3 separate regions of the Mus musculus genome follow, and regions 2 and 3 are each linked to region 1. The links are chromatin contacts, called in public HiChIP or PLAC-seq and promoter capture Hi-C maps. All regions are on one chromosome and are shown on one strand. Each heading gives the region's core, a stretch centred on a gene start, on an enhancer-like site or on the middle of the called end of the contact. The rest is flanking DNA. Distances are from core to core; before and after follow the strand shown. Region 1 holds the start of Ankrd13b (ankyrin repeat domain 13b). Region 2 holds the start of Abr (active BCR-related gene). Region 3 holds the start of Pigs (phosphatidylinositol glycan anchor biosynthesis, class S).

Region 1 (4,692 bases), core at 1,758-4,257:
CAGGCCTTTGTTGGAGCAAAGCAAAAGCAGCTATGCCAAGCAAGGACCAAGGAGACCCAGCTGCCAAGTGCTTGAGGAAAAGCCTGGCGGGTTTCTACGGCGGCTTGTGCCAGAAGCTCTTGAGGTCAGGGACCCCCATACACCATCTGGATGCTAAGAGTCTGCAGGAGTGTTCTAATAATGGCCTCAGGTCACTCACCCCCAGGTTTGTCCCCTGAGAGGACATCGTAATGCCCCCAAAATGAGAAAGTGCACATTTGAATACAAATGTCACTCTCGGTCAGCCCAGGGTTAGGGTGCAGCCAGGGCTCTCCCATCCAGGCTGACTGACATGGTGCTTCCTGGTGTTCTGGACTCTCCCATCCAGGCTGACTGACATGGTGCTTCCTGGTGTTCTAGAGGAAAGGAGAATACCTTGCCTGGAATCCCCGTGGATGAACAAGAGTTAATGTAACTGGTGCCCTATATTCTCATGGCCTGGATCAAGAACAGGCAAGGCTGGTGTCCATTTCAATGTGATATTAACTCACCAGGGCCAGAGTAAGGTGAGCATGGTACCTAGCTACTATGGAAGCCAGAGCCTGAGAGGAACGTCTAAACAGCCCTGACTACCATGACCTCAGCAGCTCCCCGGTCCAACCTCACCAGCAAGATGGCTGACTTGAGGTCTGTCAGCAGAGGTCTTGATGATAAAGCCACTCCTCTCTAGTTTTAGGAAAAGGACCACCCACACCCTTTGTAAGGGAGTAGAGCTGAGACAGTCTGAGGATTCAGTTTCTAGCCTCCTAACAATCTCTAGATCTTTAGGGACTTCCTCAGGCAAGGAAAATGAAGAGCAGCCAGAGAAAACAGGATTGGATCTTTACGTCCTGTCTTCCTCACACTGTAATCCCAGAACCAAATCTCCTCCAGGGCAGGCCTTGGTACCTTGTATTTGCTTTTCCCAGCTCTCTGACCTCCTGTCTTTACAAAGCCTTTATGACAGATAAACTAACTTGGGGTGACCTGGTGGAAGCAAAGGCAGAAAGGAAGTGAACCCCTAGGCTGGCCCGGAGGCTTGCAGGCCCAGGTTATGTTATTATTAAACGGGATGAAATGCAGAGTCAAGTGCTGTACCGGTCTGGAGGCTGGGAGTGAATGTCAGACGGTCCAACCCTCTCTGCTTCACAGTCTGATGTCCAGCCTTGGCCCCTTCCCTTGGGAATTACACAGGTCTTCACACTGAGCTACCATGATTGTAGTGGACCTAAAATCCCTAAGCTTCAGACCCTAATCAAGCCTGCAAATTTGAATCTTTAAGCAACCCAGGGTAGCCTGGGTCCAGCTCTGCCCACTGCTTCGCCTGAGGGGGTGGAGGGTAATGTTGGCACCGTCACTGCTTTGCCAGTTGTCAGCTGGGGTGGCAAGGCACAATTGAGGACTATTAGTGACTTTGCACCCACCTTTGTCCTGAAGAATGACCGAGAAATCATCCCCCAGGCTTCCTGGGTTTTCAAATACAGGGTCTCACTATGTAGCCCTGGCTGCTCTGCAACATGAAGTCCACCCTCTGACCTTACACTTGTGGCAATCCTCCTGCCTCTGCCTCCCCGGTGCTGAGACTACAGGCATGCACTGCCACTTCTAGCTCCCCGGCTTCTTTGAAGTCGCTGCCCAACCCAAAGCTGTCTGACCCACAGGTTTCTCTGATTGGCAGAAAGCAGGGAACCCCTGTTCTGTGCAGGACCTCAAGTCCTTCCTATGGCCCCCTGGCTTCCTCCACGGTGAGAAGGTAGGCCCTAGCACCAAGAGGCAGGAGAGCGCCTTTCAGCACCTGGACAAGGCCCTCCGGAGCATCCCAATAGGGTCTTTCTCACTCCTGGCTCCGAAGCCAGGGCTGGCATCTGAAGCACCCATAGGCTCTGTCCACTCTAAACAAACAGAGACCTGGTTCACCAGGAAGTGAGAGGGCACTGGGTGGGGCTGGAATGCCCGAGGGTGCAACACAGCTTGTTCCCCGATCTTATGTGGGCCCCCTCCCCACGCAGGCCTTTCCCGTCCCTGCACATTCACGCGGGATGTCATGTCGCGTCTAGATCGAGTGGGGTGGACTCTCCCACCACATGGAGCCCAGACAGAACCGACAACCCCTCCCTAGAATCCCTTCAAGCCCCAACGGAGAAGAACACAGGGTCCTTCCACACCAGTCTCGGAGAGCCCGGAACACGTGTGGGCCACCGGTCCTGGAACCAGAGAAGCAGGCGGGGGCTGCTGCCATCACCCACTTCAGGTCAACGAGCACAAAAGCCGCAGCTGCAAACAAAGAAGCGCTGCAAACTAGCCGGGGAGGCGGGACAGGCGGCGCCGCGCCCCCTCCCCACGCCGCGCGGGCGTGCGGGGCCATGGTCCCCGACGGCGCTCCTACCTGGCCGGCGCGGACCTCCTTCTCCAGCTCCCGGTGGCGGTTGTGCCACACGAGGTAGTGCAGCGGGTACTTGCCCTCGGGCCCCTTCCTGGCGGAGGCGTTGGCGGGGATCATCGCCCGCTCCTCATGCCGGGGCCGCGGCGCCCGGCCCGCGGGGAGGGACGGCGCGGGAGCCCGGGCCCGGGGCCGCGGGGCGGACGGCCGGAGCTGTCTGCTCGCGGGGCTGCGGCTCGGGCATGTGCGAGCGGCGGCGGCGGCGGCGGGCGGGGGCGGCGCGCCCGGCGTGGTGCGGGCGGCGGGCGTCCTCGGGAGGCGGCGGCGGGAGGCGCGGAGCAGCCCCCACCCGCCCTGGGAGGGAGCGGGCACTCGGCGGCACGCGGCCTCGCGCCTCCCCTCCCACACCCCCGCACACAAAGACGCCTCTCGGCGGAGGGAGCAGGGACCCGCAGCTGGAGCGGGGGCGCTCGGGGCGCCGGCCCCGGGGTCGCCGCCGCCGCCGCCGCCGCAGGGACGCGCGCCCGCACCCTCCGGCTCCCCTAAGCCGCATAGCCCGGCCCTCAGCCCGAGCGGACGGTGAGGGACAAGCGAATGCGGGGAAGAGAGGAGGGGACCCGGGTGCGCCGTGCTGGGTTAGTTACAGCTTGGCCCCGCAGCATCATGGGGCTTGTAGTCCGCCTGGTAGAACCGTGCGTTTCGGATGACCAGAGATGGTCTGGAACTGATTTCCTGGAAGGGTGGACAGAGAGTCAAACCCGGCCGAAGCGGAGGCCTTACTTGGATGCCAAGTGGGTTGGGGGCGCCTCCACCCTTTGGCATTTTGCCTTTTGCAAGGAAATGGGGGAGGCTTTTAGGGCTGACCTGAAGCGTTGGGTCGGGGGTCTATGGCCTGCAGAAGTGAGCTTGGGTCCCAGGGAGGGTAAAGAGGCATCTAGATTCATAGTGACTAAAGAGTGACCCTAAGAGAGATGCAGGGCATCAGTACCAAGGGTCACTGAAGCAGCCAGGGGTCTGAGAATCGAAATATTTCTCAAATCTTTGCTCTCTCAGAAAATTAAACCCCAGCTTCCACACATCACGTTGGAAAAGAGAATGTCTAATGAGGCGAAGAAGACAGTCTTTCCCCTACATGGCTCAGCAAGAACCAGGATGAGGTTGAGCAAAGACAGCAGCAGGTGGCATTTCCCCACCTCCATCCCATGTGGGTCCCTGCCTAAGGAAAATGACTGAGTCCAGATTGCCTGCTTCCTGAAAGAGCAGAGAGACAAGCGCTTCCACAAGGAGCCCTTGCAGAGAGTGTGGTCAAAGTCAAATTGGCCTCTGTGGCGGCCACCTGCAAATGGTAAAAGGACCAAGATGCCTTGGGAGAGAAAATGTCAAGAGAGTTGTATTTAAATACCGTAACAATTGCTTGATCTTAAACAAATTGCTTATCCTTCAGAGTTTCTCGGCCCACTCACCTCTAAACTGGGATCAGATACTACCTCATGGGATGAGCTAAGGGTATGAACTGCCTGAAAACGGCCCCTCTCTCCTTCAACCAGCCTGAGACAGGTGGTAGGAGCGAACATGTTGCCTTCCTCGAGCCCACCTCAAGGCAGAAATAAGGAATTCCTGGCCAACCCGATTTAGAACAACAATCTAGAGAGTGTTTGTGTGGGAAGCGACAGCAAAAGCTTGCAAACTCCTTGCGCCCTTCTTGGGTTTCTTTGTGTGTTCTTCTCTCCTGCTTCCTGCACACCCAGTGGTGCCAGGCCCGGGAGGACTGAGTAGACTGCCTCGCCCCTTTCTGCAGCCTGGGAGGAGCCGGTAGGCGTCTCTGCAGCCCAGAGCCGCAGCCCACCTCCACCGCCAGGGGTCAGCAGAGTGTCGTGATTGCAGCCCGAGTTGAGGAGGGGGCTAGAGAAAGGAGGGGCAACTAGGAGAGGCCGCGAGAATGCCTGTACAATTCCTCATTAAATCGTTTTCAAAACCTTGTGTATGATTCCATTTGAGCTGTTCAGTTCCTGGGATGATGACATCTTCGGGGAAGCCAGAAACCCTTCTTCCCCCATCTTCAAGCTCTAAAGCTTGGCTGTGGTGAGGTTGGGGGTTCTGCAACAAAGTTTGGACTGTGTGAGCCAGGGTCCCTCCCAGGCAGTCCCTGAGCCAATAGGGAGATAGGGTGGCCGGGGTGGGGGGACGTGAATCATTCTTCCTCTGCACGCCCTGTATTCCAAGAAAGGAGAGAGGCCAGCATGCATTTAGAGGCTAGGTTGCCCTTTTGCCAGATGGCCGGCTATCACACGAAG
Region 2 (4,692 bases), core at 879-3,378, 920 kb before region 1:
AAGAGGCTCATGGCCTAATTCCCTTCTCTGACTTTCCTCTAGTCAGGAATTCTCAAGGTAATTTTGCTTCTCAACTCCAGGCTGGGGCAGGAGACTCAGATGATGAAGTCAGAGAATTATCTTTAGCAATGTAGAGAAAGCCACAGATTGCTTTCCATAGGATTCTATGCTTTGGGAAGTAAGGAAAGCAGGGATGGGTTTTGCAGAGAGCCAGAAATATCCAAGAGCACAAACTGCAGATGAATATGAGGCATTGTTATGACTGATTTGCAAGAGCACAGCTAAGCAGAGGTCACTAATCCGTCCTTTGAGTCAGGAGCTGATCTGCAGCAGGCCTCTTAACAGATGTGTGTCCCCATTTGCACAGACACACGTGTACACACACATACACATCACAGCTGTGAGCCCTGACCTTCACCCAACGACACTGGCCTCTACTGGAAAAGAGCAGATGGACTGGCTGGGTTTGGCTAGGATGGACACCCAGGGGGACCAGATTTGCCTCTTTGATGTTGAAACCCCAAAGCAGAATGAACCAGCACAAGGAGAGCTCCTGGGAGGAGGAAGGGGAGGAATCTGGGAAAAGAGGCTGGGTAGACGATATGAGAAGTGCAGGCCCAAAGGGAGCAGAGGGCAGAGGCAGCCCCCAAAGGGAGCAGAGGGCAGAGGCAGGGCCCAAAAAGATACAGAGGGCAGAGGCTGGATGCTGGGTAATGCAGAGACTGCAAGGCAAGACCTGGAGGCTCAAGACATCGTCTCCTCTCATCCCCGGAATGTGACTGTTAAGAAGGAACTCAAGCCAGGCTGACCCTTCAAAATGTCCTTGTTTCATGCATCTAATGTTCAGAGTCACCCCTAGATGCGCCTGCCTCAGGGTTAGGGTGTGCTAAAAGAGAGTGGGAGGGTTCCCAGCATTTCCATAGGTAAAAGCACATCTACTGTCATTCTTGGAGGCCACCAGGACCATCTCCCGACACCACAGAATGCCAATGAGTTAAAGAGGGGGAGGGGAGGGCGACATGGGCAGTGCCACCTAAGGCATGGGGGGTGGGGTGGGAATGGTTCCCATCTCAGTAAGTAAGTCCCAGTGATCAACTACACATCCCCCAGGCAGTACAAGAGCAATCACATGATCATGGCTGATTTGGGAGCGAGGGGGTGGAGTACCGGCGGTTTTTTTCCCCCCTCTTCATTTGCTTTTCTTGGGGGTGGTGGTAGTGATGAGAATGGGGGTGGTGACGAGGCTGGCAAGAAAGACTGCTGAGCTAGGAGGTTGGCTCTTTCATCCAAATGGCCCCCACAGAGATCCGTACCTTACAGTCTCTCTTCCAACCTGATCCCATCATCAACCCGAATCACACACCGGAATGTCCCTGAGGTAGTAAACTAGAGAGAGCCAAAGACTTTTCCCAAAATGGCCTTCCCGCTTCAATGTGAGGAGAAAAGCTGCCAATTCTAAAGGCCAAGGTAGAGCTCTAAAAAGGACGCTTCCCACTCGCGGAGCGCTAGAGTGCTGGGTTACACAACAGGTGGGAGGGGTGACACAATCCCCCCCAGCCCCGGTCTATCTAGCCCCCTCCCCCCTAAAATCTGCTCTGAGGACTCCATACCGCTCCTCCTACTGGCTGGCTGCACACCTGGCGGACCATGGCCGCTAACACTTGCCGGTGCCTGGGTGCACCTGGGACCCGGAGGGCAACAGGGCTCCTCGGAGGGTGCTGGGTGTCCCTCTTACACCCCCTGTCCCCCACCCAGGGACCCATGGGCACACGTACTGCTGTAGAGGGTGTCGATCCAAGAGAGGCGCGGCAGGCCCCGGTGGCTAAGCGGCTCCATGCCCGCGGCTCCGCGCGGCAGAGGTTCCTTGGTCAGATGGGAAACCGGACCCTCATCGCACAACAAAGGAGGAAGGGCGCCGGCAGGCGGGATGCCGGGAGGGGAGGCCAGACTCGGAGGTCGAAGTTGCGGAGCTCAGGATGGAGGCGGGAGAGCCAGGGAAACAGGTAGTAGGGAGGAGCAAGCCGCAGCTGCCAAGGTGAGGACAGGGGAGCTTAGTGCAGGGCTGTGGCAGCCTAGGCGAACCCGCTGCGGATCTGGGAGCCGCGGCCCCGCAGCCCGCGCGCCAACTAGCAACTTCCCCGGGGCTGCGCGGCGCCCGGGGCGGGGGGCGGAGGCGGTAGCCAATCCGCGCAAGGCTCAGCGCGCCCACCCCCAGCCGCAGCGGGCCGGTGGGGTGTGAGAGCAGCCCGCAGCCCCACCGATGGCCTCCAGCCGGCGCACAGAGCTCCCGCGGGGTCTCCGGGAGGCGGCGCAGGGCCAGAGGCTCCCCTCCTCCCCTGGTTGGGCTGAGCATAAATTCTGGCAACCCGCAGACTAAAGAAACCTATGGACCCGCAGGGGTGACATCACCTGCCACCCCAGGATCTCTAAGCACGATTTCGGGACTGGTGCAGTTGCCAGGCCCCACCCCTAGACAAGCTTGGGCAGCACAGCTTGGACTGGGTTAACATCCTGCGCCCCGCTGGAAAGCTGGGCCACCCAGGAATTGTTTTCCTACCAAACCTTAAATCACCCCATCTATCCTTGATCTTACAGTGCATCAGTTCCCGACACACACCAAGGGTGGGCGACTGAAGTAAGGCGGGACCACTGGGGTTAGTGTCATCCCCTGGCATTAGAGGAAGGACCTATTTCTCACATGTGCGCCTTTAAGGCAAAGAGTCAAACTGGGGTACAGAAGCCCTAACTGGACTCTCTCCAATTCCTCCAGGAGCCGTCTGACAATCCCTAGCCTCTGTGTACAATCACATTGAAGGAAGATGGGGGTCAGATGCCTCAGAGACCAGTCTTAAGAAACAAAATTCCAAACAGTGACCTCAACAGCACTGAAGGTTTGGGGGTTGGGAGTGACATGGGACCCATGGCTGCAACCTGTTTCCTGAATTCCCAGGGAAGGAGGCAATGAAGCCCGCCAAGGAAGACCTGGGTTAGACCTCTCATATACTAGTATAGTGGCATTTCTAATAATGGGACACTTCCCATCCCACCCCATCTTCAGACAGCTTAAGCCCTTTTGGGGCTCCAGCCATACAGAGCTTTTCAAAGAGTTAAGCTCCCCATTCCCTGTATGGAGGGCAGTGTTGTTAGTACCCACAGGGACTTCTCCTTATCCCAAACAAGCACAGACAGTTTTGAGGGGTAGAAGCAGACCCTCACCTATAAGGAAATTTGTACCCAGCCTTGTAAACTTCCCAGCTGTCTGGACACTGGCCTCTATAGATGATCAAGAAAAGCTAGAGCCCATTGATACACAGGATAGAGCCTCTGGGAGGTTCAAGGGTAGATGCTCTTGTGTGGGGGAGCCCCCACAGGTGGGCAGCAGATACAGGTCCTCCTGTACCCCTTTAGTTCTAACTCAAGCTTCTGGTTCTGTGACTTGCTGGCCCTTCCTGCTCAGCTGTTACCCTCCCCACCGCCCCAGACTGGCATATAAAATTGGGAAGGCCAAGCCAACACCTGGAGCATGGCAAGGGAGGGGGCTGTGCATCTCCAGCGAGACTATCCAGAAATAGAGTTCTGGGTGGGAGAGGGAGCAAGCAAGCTCTCTGAGGAAGCAGACAGAGAAAGGACAAGGGCGTGCCTTACTGTTGCATAGCACTTTCTGAAGGCATAGAGCCCAAGAGAAAGGGAAAACATGCCTGGGTACAGCTATCAGCTACAAACCCTAGAAGGCTGCAGCATTGACCCCTCCCACAATACACCACATGATGTACCACAGGGATTTTCCTGCAGGCCACAGCCCCACATCTCCACATCCGGTGCTGACTCTGAGGAGGCCATGGATATATGTTTCTATGTGAGTCACATACATTTGCATACATTTCACATTTTTATCTACAAAGGCTTGAGCAAGCTATTTTCAGCGTTTTTTTTTCCCCCTAGCTGAAATGTTGCAGTTGCTTGCTCTCCCTGTAGTTGTTATAGTTTGCGTTATTCTACATTGTGTCTGATCTTGCCCTGGACTGTTCTTTCCACAACACAGTGTAGCGTATAGATACAATCTTGCAGGCCATAGTGCTAATAACGGACACTGAATACTAGGTGTGTGTGGCCTAGATCTTAAGAGGGTTGTTTTTGTTTTGTTTTGTTTTTTTAATTTCACTAGGATGATCTCTTGATGAGCACCACTGTTAACTTCTGGTTCCTTCCTTTCTTATCCTCCATTTGCCCCACTTTATGCAGTGCTAGGAATTGAACCCAGGACCGCACTCATGCACTCTACCACAAAGCCTATCTCCAGCTCTCTTTTTACCTTTTGAGACAATGTGGTGGTTTGAATGAGTATGGCCCCCACAGGCTCATATAGTCCAATACTTGCTCCTTGAAATTGTTTGGGAAGGATTAGAGAGTATGGTCTTACTAGAGGAGGTGTGTCATGGAGGGCTAATCTTGAGATTTAGAAAGCTAAGGCTAAAGGCCTGTGTTACCAAGCACAGCTCTTTTCTAGGTTTTGTGAATTTTCCACATGGAAAAACTAAGGCACAGCTCACTGACCCAACCACATAGTGTGGGCTGGGATCCTATGCATGCCACCTCGCTGTCAGCTGACTGATAACCCAAGTCACTGAAGGTCCCTGGAAATCTTTTCTGATCCGAAAATGCAAGACCATCTGCTAGGAAGCCCTTGCAGTT
Region 3 (4,692 bases), core at 826-3,325, 840 kb after region 1:
CCTACTGAGGCACGCTGACTCTACCCACAGCCCTTGGCCTAGCAATGCACATCCCATTTTGCCTATAGTCACAGCCAGGGCCAAATAGCTATGCAGAACAGAGATATCTTTATCCAGCGCCAAGTCATCTCACATCTCACATGCCTTACATTGCTGTACCCGAGACCACAGGATGGGAGGGTAGAGATGCCCTCCCATGTTTGAAGATGGGGGGACTTTCTAGAAGTCAGAACAGAACATGTGGACCTTTTTCCTGTCTCCACCAGCCCTTACAGTTACCCTTGATGGTATAGTTTGTCCTTGGGCTCTGCTTGCTAATTTTCTCTCTTGGGATCAGGGGGACGTGAACTCCAGCCCTGACTCGTGCTCCTTATGCTCTGAGTACATAGCAAATAAATGAGAGCAAAACACAGCACACCGCTCTGTCTGTCTGTCTGTTGCACATACCAAAGTCTACCTCCATGTGTGCGACCTCTTGCTGATCCTATCTCAGAGCCCCTCTGATTGTGGTGGTGGTGGTGAGGTGAGATCTGAGTTTTCCTGAGCTTCAAGTTTTGTGGAGGAAGGGTTCACCTGGCTCACCATCCCTAGCTCAGGCTCCTACCTGCTGATTTCCAAAGCTGGAGTTGTTGTTAGAGGGCCTGGGGGTGGAGAGGAGGGTACAGGTCTTCCAGGGACTGACACATTAAAGGATCCAGCAGGATGAGAAACTCCATTTTGTGCAAGGCTCAAAGGGGACAAGCAGGGATCAGAGTGGGCCAGTTCTCCTCCATCTCTGAAGAATGTGCACTTAGGTCTTTTCCAATAAGGAAACCTTCCAAGCCTCGGGGCTACAGAGCTGAGTGTCTAGAAGCTTGCCAAGGGCTATGACCCACTTCCATGTAGAGAAGGGATTCATCGGAGGGTTCTGGACTTGTTAGAACTGATAGGGCTTTGTGGTGAATGATTACCCCTGGGCTAGAGTGTGAGGTAGGGTGACACTAGACAGATGTGCACTGGAAAAGTCATTGATGTTCTGCTCTGTGTGGCCTGACCTTATAATCAAAGCAGCTAACTCAGCAATTTCCATATGCTTCTGCCAGGCACTGTTCTTCTAACCATTATTATATGCATTAACACAGCTCTGTAAAGTAGGTACCATTGTACTTTTCATAGGAGGAAACAGGCTTCAAAGAGAGGCTGAGAGGCTATTTAGGATTCGAACAGCAGGCATTACTATATAGAGGCTGTGCTCAGGAATTTTTCAATGAAGCATCCTCAATCGCTCGAATTGGAATCGATTTTTAAATCCTAGTCTATAGTCTCGGCTAGTTGGGAGGCTGAGGTATCAGACATTAGGGACAGGATCACTTTAACCCTCTGGATCGTATAGGGAGATCTGTCTCAACATTAACTAAAATAAAATTAATCACATAGTAGCCAACCATGCTAAAAAGTTACCGTTTTGTCAGTTTTATCTTTAAGCTTTGAAGAGCTGGTGCTCTGAAGAAAAGACCTATGTTAGAAATGACATTAGGGGCTGGTGAGATGGCGCAGGGGGTAAGAGCACCCGACTGCTCTTCCAAAGGTCCGAAGTTCAAATCCCAGCAACCACATGGTGGCTCACAACCACCTGTAACAGAGATCTGATGCCCTCTTCTGGTACGTCTGAAGACAGCTACAGTGTACTCACATATAATAAATAAATAAATCTTTAAAAGAAGAAAAAAAAAAAAAAGAAATGACATTAGAAAACTTTTCGGGAGTCAGGTTCTTGATAAGCTCGACTTCATTTAAGTAAATATTCCCCTTCCGCTGAACGTGGTGGTGCATGTAATCCCCTGCATTGGAGAGGGCCCAGAGTCCGAGGCCAGCCTGGGCTACATGGAGATTATCGCCTTCTCTAAACTGGCGTTGTAGAGCTAAACAGTACCAGGTGCACTCAATGAAAAGCCAGGGTCAGATTGAAAGTGTAGCCGAGCGCGTACCCTCTCACGGGCTCCGCCTGCGCACTGGCGTGCGTCAGCAGTGTTGCTCGTGATTGGCAGCGGTCGCGCACCGTGGTCCCGCCCCCTCATTCTGGAGTTTCCGATTGGAGAAAGCTCATGAGGCCCCGCCCCATCGGCGACCTGGGCAGCCGGAAGGGACCATGGCGGCCGCAGGAGCTGCGGCCACGGACCTAGGTGCGGTGGATTTCAGGTGGAGGGCGCAGTGGGGAGGTCTCGCGGGCAGAATGTGTGGGTGGGGCGCGAGAAGCCTGACAGCTCCCTCCAGCCTGGGGTTGGGGGTCCGCCACGCGGGAGCGGCTTGCTCGGGGTTCCCGGCCGCCCGCACTCCTCCACGATCCCGGTGTGGCGGGCATCGCACCCTAGTTCCCGCGTCTTAGTCGGCCCTCTGTGCCCTCAGAGGTGGTCCGGGGCAAGCGTTCCGCGCTTTTCTTCGCCGCGGTGGCCATCCTTCTGGGACTGCCGCTCTGGTGGAAGACGACGGAGACTTACCGGGCCCCATTGCCTTACTCAGACATCAGTGGGCTGAATGCTCTGCTGGTGAGACTGGGTGGGGAGAACCGGGGCTGGGGGACCGGGGGGCAGCCCAGCTGTAAGGTGCAGACATTGCTAAAGACCCCGATGCCCCTCATCCCTCGCGCAGCTCCGGCTCATGGTGCCAGTCACAGTTGTGTTTACTCGGGACTCTGTGCCCCTGGACGACCAAGAGAAGCTACCTTTCACCGTTGTGCATGAGCGAGAGATCCCTCTGAAATGTGAGTTCCCATGAAGAGGTGTCAGGGCTGCTTTTTCCATCTGAGCCAGGCCCAAAACCCAGAGTTGGAATGCATAGGAGGGGCGAGGGCGACTCATAACTTACTTTAAAATGTTTTATTACATTTACTTAGTGTGCGCGCGCACATGTATGTTTGTGTGGATGTCTGTGCTGTGGAGCATCTTGTGGAGGTCAGAGGATCACTTGCGAAAGTCATTTCTCCTCCCACCATATGGGTCCTGGTCTTGGGGATCCAACTCAGGTCATCAGGCTTGGTATCAAGAGCCATCCGCCTGCTTCCCCCAAATCCTAAGAAAAGAGATCTCCTTTGGAATGTTCACTTGGGGGTTTGTGTTAGTCTAAAGTACAGTGCCTGTCCTTATGACAGTGATTTATGTCATACGGTAAATTATGCCACCTTATCCTTAGCAATTGATACCCATCAGTGCATAGGGAAAGCAGGTTGTAGCTGAAAGAAAACGGGAGTTTGAAGTTACATCGGATGTGTATTCAGACCTTTGTCATTTTAACATCACACACTGTATTGTTAGGCACTTTGTTAGGTACCAAGAACTTGAGGGTGAATAATAAATTGGTAATATTTTAAAGATGTTTATAGTTAACATCAGAAAGAAAGAAACTAGCAAAATACTGTAAGGCAGGAGGTTTGGTCTCGTGGTGGAGTCACGGGAGAGCCTGAACTCCATTCTCACCTGCCGGGGAGTAGAAAAAGGTGCAGAAGGGCTTGGGCAATGTGATTTTTGAGGTTGGGTGTTTCTGGCTTTTTGAGACAGGGTTTCTTTGGGTAGCCCTGGCTGTCCTGGGTCTTGCTGTGTAGACCAGACTTGCACCACACCTGGCAAGGACTCTGATCTTTATTGGATGCATAATCTCATGTTCAGTTTTGTTTTTTCATCAGTATTTTTTTTTTTTTTTTACTAAATGATTTAGGTTTTATTTCGGTTTCATGTGTTCTTTTTTTTTTTTTATTTTAAATTACGTATTTTCTTCAATTACATTTCCAATGCTATCCCAAAAGTACCCCCCCCCTACTCCCCTACCCGCCCATTCCCATTTTTTGGCCCTGGCATTCCCCTGTACTGGGGCATATAACGTTTGCCTGACCAATGGGCCTCTCTTTCCAGTGATGGCCGACTAGGTCATCTTTTGATACATATGCAGCTAGAGTCAAGAGCTCTGGGGTACTGGTTAGTTCATAATGTTGTTCCTCCGATAGGGTTGCAGATCTCTTTAGCTCCTTGGATACTTTCTCTAGCTCCTCCATTGGGGGCCCTGTGATCCATCCAATAGTTGACTGTGAGCATCCACTTCTGTGTTTGCTAGGCCCCGGCCTAGTCTCACAAGGGACAGCTATATCACCGTCCTTGCAACAAAGGCTTGCTAGTGTATGCAATTTTTTTTTTTTTTTTTTGATGTTAGAATGTGATCTTTGGTTCTAGAATTAAAATAACAATTTGAGAGTCATCAAGGACCTTTTATAATTCCCTCGCTTGCTTCTCAGCAGCAGCTGCTAACAGGACACAGCTTCCCCGGCACTCCTTCAAGCACCCTTTGTTTTTTGAAGCAGCAGCCCCTGGTGTTTAGAACGATTCCTTTCTAGCTCACTCTTTAAATCACTTTAGCCACCTGTCTGGTGGAGTATGGTGGTGCATTCTTTCAATCCCAGATCTCAGGAGGCAGAGGCAGGTGGATCTCTGAGTTCCAGGCCAACCTGGTCTACGTTGCAAGTTCCAGGCTAGCCGGGGCTCATAGTGAAACCCTGTCTCAATAAAAAGTAAGTGCAATATTAAAGCCATCTAAACTATCTGAGCATTCCTTAAATCTCTAGGCTTCACTCTACATTTCCATAGCTAGTGCTTTTTACAAAAGTTACTTATAATTTTATTTCTTTCTTCTAGTTCACTTTTTGTTTGCTTGTTCTTTTATTGAGAC

Evidence for each region. Promoter capture Hi-C pulls out the DNA fragments that hold promoters and counts their contacts. HiChIP or PLAC-seq counts read pairs in DNA pulled down with a chosen protein or histone mark.
Region 2: a contact with region 1 is called in an H3K4me3 HiChIP or PLAC-seq map of embryonic forebrain, with 4 times the contacts expected there. The contact joins the promoter of Abr here to the promoter of Ankrd13b in region 1.
Region 3: a promoter capture Hi-C map of cranial neural crest shows a contact between it and region 1. The contact joins the promoter of Pigs here to the promoter of Ankrd13b in region 1.

The regions. Positions count from the first base shown.
Region 1 is chr11:77,487,035-77,491,726 of GRCm38.p6, forward strand. It overlaps Ankrd13b (ankyrin repeat domain 13b), which reads right to left and starts at 3,008. Exons shown (of 15, transcript NM_001373882.1): 1 at 2,405-3,008. The coding sequence starts at 2,518.
Region 2 is chr11:76,569,256-76,573,947 of GRCm38.p6, forward strand. Abr (active BCR-related gene) reads right to left here and starts at 2,129. Exons shown (of 23, transcript NM_198895.2): 1 at 1,776-2,129. The coding sequence starts at 1,836.
Region 3 is chr11:78,326,347-78,331,038 of GRCm38.p6, forward strand. It overlaps Pigs (phosphatidylinositol glycan anchor biosynthesis, class S), which reads left to right and starts at 2,076. Exons shown (of 12, transcript NM_201406.1): 1 at 2,076-2,162; 2 at 2,386-2,525; 3 at 2,629-2,740. The coding sequence starts at 2,129. Aldoc (aldolase C, fructose-bisphosphate) reads left to right here. Exons shown (of 9, transcript NM_001303423.1): 9 at 1-1,435. The coding sequence ends at 8.